Linked DNA regions of Mus musculus: region 1 is linked to region 2. Evidence: chromatin contacts called from public promoter capture Hi-C data. All regions are on one chromosome and are shown on one strand. The core of a region is the stretch at or near the end of the contact, and the rest is flanking DNA. Distances in the headings are between cores, read along the strand shown. Region 1 has its middle 40 kb from the start of Cc2d2a. Region 2 holds the start of Cpeb2 (cytoplasmic polyadenylation element binding protein 2).

Region 1 (3,081 bases), core at 541-3,040, 390 kb after region 2:
GTGCATGAGGTCAGCATCTCTTGGGACCACATACTAAGGTCTCTGGCTTCTGATCACATGCTACTTGGGGACCAGGCATGACGTAGTGGAGCACAATCTAAAATATTTCTCTACAGAGACTTGAATGAAGAAGGAATTTCATTCAGTGGTGTGGGTAGGGTAAAATGTATCAGGTAACGACCTTGAGGTATCTGAACCTAAGGCAATGTCAGACACCTCAGAAGACTGAGCATTTGTAAAACTGAATATGTAGAAAAGGGGCGGTGCCACCAGAGGGATTGCCACAACTACATAGAAGCAAGAAGCAAGATACGTTCCAGCTATTCTTCTGCTCTATCTCGACGGTGCCCCATTCGTCAAACCAAACCACTCTAGGACACAAAGCATTCTGAGTGACATGGTGCCCAGAAATGAGCTTCCTCACAACTGTAGAACTAAGAGGAGCAGAAAATGGGCAGAGACCTCAGGAGAGTGGGAGAGGGCATAAGGCTCCCCTCTTAAATCACTTCCAACTCCAACGCTTCTAAAATGCCCTGCAAGGGGGTGGGGGGGCACAGTGAACCAAGAAGAGCAGCACACAGCCTTTCCACTGTTGCTCGAGGCTACCTAAGAGATGCAGTCAGCAGCCCTCAGGTCCCCAAAGCAACTCAGCTCTATTTACCAGGAATTTGCATGGACATATTTTGCTGTAGCCTTGTGGAGACAGAGGGTTTTGCCAATCTTCCTTCTGGAAGTCCTCTTTTAAGCACTCAGCAGCAGCGAGCAGTGGAGGGAGCATTCAGGGATTCTGAGTCCCCAAAACATTGCTTTTTGGCCCACATGAATTAGATGACCGTCCACATCCATCAGAGACAGGAAACCCAAGTAATGTGCCCACTGCCATGCCTTAGTGAATGCTGTTCTAACTGCTGCCTATAGGCTTGCATGCTCAGGTGCTGACACACCCATTGCTCTACCTCCCAGGGCCTCTGCTTTCCTGCATTTTCCAGGACATGCTACAAATATCTATAAGGGAACCACTCACACTTTTTTTTTAACCATAGTAAAACTTCAGGATCCTCTGTTTGACTGGGAGACATGTTTGTCGCCTCAGGACTGGCTCATTTGTGCCCAAAATACTCAGTGTGGCCAGACCACAGTGCTCTGAAAACAATGACAGGCAGCAATCTACCATCTGCCTTTTTCTGTGCAGAGAACAAAGACTGGCTCCGAAGGCCCCGTGCCAAGCAGAATCTAAAAGAGAGTCTCCATCACTATATCATTATGGCTGTAAAAGCACAAGCACTCTGAATTCTCTGCAAAACAGCCCCATCTATAGGGGCTGCATGCACTTGTATGTCCTTCTCAGATTTAACCCTGAGCTAAGGCGAGGGCAAATAGGAACACTCTCTCCCTGGACCGTATTTGCACCCCAGTGGCATTTGCAGATCAGCTCCAAAACACATCAAATGTGTTATACAAGTGAAGTGTCACAGGAAAGGAAAAAAAAATGTAGGAAAATTTCCACTGCCACTTCCATACTGTGGTTCCCAAGAGACACGTTCACATGTTTCTTTTCCTGCATCATAGTTTCTCACCCTTGGCACTGATGGCTTTGGAACAGATCATCCATGTTGGGAGGGGATACCTGCACATTTTAGGATGCCCTGCAACACCCCCTAGCATCTACCCATAGAGACAGAGGAACATCTTCTGGCTCATAACTATCAGCAGTGTCAAATGTCCATGGGTGATAAGAAACTGTCCCCAGTTGAGAACCAGTTCTCCACACTGTTGGAATGCTGACAGGTGTAGCAACAAATTAGTTAAACCACCAATTTGGCTCCCAGCAGGCCGTGCACACTTCACGACTAGCTTAATAGTTTGGCACTTTTAAAACTCCCTGCAGCTGATCTTCACAAAACCAAGGGCCTCTCCTCCCATTGATGGCTTACTAGGCCATCCTCTGCTACATATGCAACTAAAGACAGAGCTCTGGGGGTGGGGTACTGGTTAGTTCATATTGTTGTTCCTCCCATAGGGTTGCAGACCCCTTTAGCTCCTTGGGTACTTTCTCCTCTAGGTCCTTCATTAGGGGCCCTGTGTTCCATCTAATAGATGACTGTGAGCATCCTCTTCTGTATTTGCCAGGTCCCAGTGCAGGGGAATACCAGGGCCAGGAAGCTGGAGTAGGTGGGTTGGGGAGCAGGGTGGGGGAAGTGTATAGAGGATTTTCAGGATAGCATTTGAAATGTAAATGAAGAAAATAATAAAAATATTTTGACAATGTGGGTTATATCTAATTCTTTATTTCTCTACATTTTCTAGGGCAAAATAGAGTTCTATGATTTCCTGGGTGAGGATCTTTGTAGATAATAACGACAATAAAAATATAAGTATTTTCTCCAATTCTATATGCTCACATTGGGAGAGTAGGGATGGTAATGGCTTGGTTATATGCCTGCATGATACCAAAGCTCCATGTCATGTGAACTTGTTTCCATATATCTGAAGGGGGGATGATACCTATATCATAAGATTGTTGTATTGATTGAAAAAAATATTTTGTGAATAAAAAAAACAAAAAACAAACAAAAACTCCCTGCTACTACCAAACACTCCCCTCTGGTATTCCTGAGTTACCATCTTTTTTTTTTGTTGTTCTATTTTGTTTTGTTTTGTTTTGTCTTGTTTTGTTTTGTTTTGTTTTTTCAAGACAGGGTTTGCATCTTTAAAATCTTTAACAACTTTTAAAATCGATATTTCATCTCTGCTATCCTAGACCCAATCTGGGAAGTGGCTTCTAGGGCCACTTTCCTGGATTCTTACATGTGCTGGAGGGCCTTTATGTCTCATCTTTCTCCTTCCCCATCATGGAGTTTCTCCTCTTCTTCCCCTCACTCTCAGTCTCTTGCCAGCAAAATCTAAAAGTCCTGCCTGTCTCCTGGGCCAGCCATTGGCCGAATGGCAATTCTTTATTATCAATCAGATCCTCGGGTCTGGAAGCATGGCTTTTGGGAGCTGAAATAAGACAAAGCATTAGAACCGATTCCCCACAGACAGAGCCTGCTCAGGATCTGCAGTCTCCCTTTTGGCCTGTAA
Region 2 (3,222 bases), core at 162-2,661:
TGAAGTAAATGAATTTTATAAAATATGTTTTTGGGAAACTTAGCTTATTAATCACACATAGATCTTATAAAGTATTTTCTTTTTGAAGTGCTGTTCTCTTTTTACTGATTATTTGACTTGCATACTTTTGAAATAAGATGAGGAACCAAATTCAACTGACAGGGGCTTCAGAAAGACATCTACCTAACTTCCTTAAGAGACTAGTAAGTTACAACATCATTAGTCCAGTCTGAATCAACTTTCTGCAAACTGTTGAGATTTCAGTAGGTATTTCTGGAATCCATTCAGTAATTTCAGTTTTCTAAGCACCAGGAAAACTTAAAAATAAAAACTAAGAACATACAATTCTTTATTATGTCGTGTGGATCAGTTATCATTGGACTAAACAGTCAAGTGTGGTTTTCTCTGTGTAAAATGTTCCTGTGGGGAGGAATTACACTGGATTAAGTCCCCATCCAGCGCTCCTCTGTCTACATGGAAAGCCTTTCCCCTTCCACTTTACAAGCCTCAACAAGTCCGCTGCTGAGTCACAATCTCCTTTCCCCCCTGATGTGAGAAATCTTTCTCCCTTGAAAATTAATAAAGCTTCGGAAATGTTCCGATGAGAGTCTCCCGGGGGAAGGAAGCCAGAAAGAACTTGTAGAGGAGGAGTCCGGCACCCCTGGGTTGTGGTGACAGCGCACCCAGGGCTTGCAGCAGCGGGGCCAGGAGGAGCTGGTCTCAGAACCTACTCAGAGCTCTCCTGCGCGAGTAACCACGCAGAGCCCTGTCGGCTCCCAGACTTTGTTCCCCTTGCTGAAGTGGAAATGTTTGCTGCAAAAGGCGCCGGTGTTTCGCGTTTTACTCTTAAAAAACAAACAAAAAAAAATGCCTTCCAGCGGTGGCAAGGGTGGGTGACAGCACGCGCGGCTCGCACCCGACCACAGAGCATGGGACCTTCTAGAGTCCTGCAAGCTTAGCGCCCTAGTCCTGCTAGCAGGTCTGGGACAGCGGCACTTCACGTGACCCCAGGGGCTGGGACAGGGCGGGGCCTGAGGAGGGGGCGCGTGCGACAGGGGACAGGAGGGGCGGTTGCCCAGGAACCGTCCGCAACGCCCGCGCGTGCTCGCCTCCGTGCGCACGCGCACGGTGCTCGAGACCCATTAGCCGTCTCCCCAACTTCCACCGGCTTTTTTTTCACCCCCTTGGGCTCCATTCAAGGTCCTGGACTGAGGGACGCGCCGCGCGCGCCCGCTGCCTCGCAGGGTCCACAACGCACGCTAATGAGGGGCGGGGCGGGGCGAGGCCGGCGGCGGCGGCGGCGGCGCGCTCGCGCGTGCCAGGGCGCGCGACAAGGGGCGGCGCGATTGTGAGGTGGCTGCTGACGCACGTTCCGGGGTTCTTAAGCGGCGAGGGCGGCGGCGGCCGAGGCAGCGGCGGTGGTGCCGGAGCCGGTTCCGGGAGGCGGCGGTGGCCTCCGTGAGGGGCGGCGGGGCCCCAAGTCGGTGCCCCGGCTCAGTCACAGTGTCCCTTTCCCATTGACCCCATCCTTCCACCACGGCCGCGCCGCCACGGCTCCCGGGGCTTTCTAGGCGGGGCAGGGGACGGGGTGCGTCTCCTGCCGCGGCCGCCGGCCTGATAAATGCGGGACTTCGGGTTCGGGGTGCTGCACACTGCCCTGCTGCGCAGCGGCAGCCCACGATCCTCGCCCGGCGGCAGCGCCTACCGGCCCTTCGCCGCCGGGCCGCCCGCCACGCCCTTCGGCCCGCTGTCGCCGCCGCCGTTGCCTGTCACCGGCTTCTCCGAGGCCGCCTCCCCCTTCGCCATCCCCTCGGGCGGCGGCGCGGCCAGCTCAGCCGCAGCTTCCTCTTCCTCCCCGCTCGTGGCGCATCCCCAGGCCGTGCAGGATGAGCTACTGCTCGGGCTGACACAGCAGCCGACGAGGCCGCTCTCGGGGGCGGCGGCCGCAGAGCAGCTCCCCAGCCACCACCCCGGCGGCGGCACGAACGCGGGTGTGACCCACCTCCTCCCCTCCCAGGACTTCAAACCGAGTCTGCACCACCCCTCCTCCTCCTCCGCCTCCTCCTGCTGCTGCTGCCGCACCTCCTCCCCGCAGGACTTCAGTAAGCGGCAGCAGCAGCAGCTGAGCAGCCAGAAGAGGAAAGAGTTGAGCCCGCCACACCGTCCCCACCCTCCGGACGCGAAGCCGCCGCCGCCGCCGCCGCCGCTCCACTGCCCCGGCCGCTTCAGCCCAACACCGCCAACGCCGCCACCACCGCCCGGGCCGCTCCTGCAGTCGGCGCCGCTCGCCCAGCGCTCTCAGCCGTTCAGCCTCCCGCACACGCAGCACCTCCCGCCGCAGGACTTCGCCCAGCGGCAGCGCCCGGTCGACCTGCCCCAGCTCCCGCAGCTCCCGCCCTCGCCGCCCGCAGCTCCGCGGCGCCGCCACGGAGGCGCGGGAAGCCCTCGCCAGACCCCGGCCGCGGGCGAGGGCAGCGCCGCCGAGCCCCCCAATGCGGGCTTGCCCCCCTCGACGCCGCCGGTGAACCCCGCGCCGGGCTCCATGGAGTCGCCCAACCACCCTCTGCTCAACAGCCCCAGCACCCTCCTGCCCGGCGCGGCGCTCGGCACCAGCGCCTTCAGCAGCCTGCAGAGCCCGGACCTGCCGCACCCCGGCGGCGGCGGGGGCGGGGGACCCCCCGGAGGGGGAGGCGGCTCCGCGTCTCCCCCACCGCTGCCCGGCTTCGGCACCCCCTGGTCGGTGCAGACCGCGTCGCCGCCGCCGCCCCAGCCTCCGCCGGCGACCCAGCAGCAGCCACCCCAGCAGCCGCAGCCGCCCCAGCAGCCGCCGCAACCACAGCCCCCGGGCTCCTCGGCTGCCACCCCGGGCAGCGGCGGCGGCGCGGGCGGCTCTCTGAGCGCCATGCCGCCGCCCAGCCCGGACTCGGAGAACGGCTTCTACCCCGGGCTGCCATCGTCCATGAACCCGGCCTTCTTCCCGAGCTTCTCGCCGGTGTCGCCGCACGGCTGCGCGGGGCTCAGCGTGCCGGCCGGCGGTGGCGGCGGCGGCGGCGGCTTCGGCGGCCCGTTCTCTGCTCCCACGGTGCCCGCGCCGCCCGCCATGAATTTACCTCAACAGCAGCCGCCGGCGGCGGCGCCGCAGCAGCCGCAGAGCCGGAGGTCACCCGTCAGCCCGCAGCTGCAGCAGCAGCACCAGGCTGCCGCAGCCGCCTTCCTGCAGCA

What was found. Promoter capture Hi-C pulls out the DNA fragments that hold promoters and counts their contacts.
Region 1: a promoter capture Hi-C map of hippocampal neurons shows a contact between it and region 2, with 2.3 times the contacts expected there. The contact joins the enhancer-like site here to the promoter of Cpeb2 in region 2. A contact is called at or near these places in 1 of 39 promoter capture datasets (hippocampal neurons), 4 of 484 Hi-C or Micro-C datasets (the N1E-115 cell line, cerebellar granule neurons, cerebellum and 1 more) and 2 of 115 datasets of contacts at active chromatin or transcription factors (embryonic forebrain and forebrain).

Annotation. Positions count from the first base shown.
Region 1 is chr5:43,620,856-43,623,936 of GRCm38.p6, forward strand. No RefSeq gene overlaps it. Among named protein-coding and RNA genes, the nearest start is that of Cc2d2a, 40 kb to the right of the region's middle. Within about 2 kb of position 1,791, at least 16 of the 459 cell types and tissues checked have an H3K27ac peak or open chromatin away from gene starts, as enhancers often do. A contact at or near this core is called in the N1E-115 cell line, cerebellum, cortical neurons and 1 more, where this site is marked.
Region 2 is chr5:43,231,842-43,235,063 of GRCm38.p6, forward strand. Cpeb2 (cytoplasmic polyadenylation element binding protein 2) reads left to right here and starts at 1,412. Exons shown (of 12, transcript NM_001368806.1): 1 at 1,412-3,222. The coding sequence starts at 1,622. Gm7854 (predicted gene 7854) reads right to left here. Exons shown (of 8, transcript NR_028417.2): 1 at 3,111-3,222.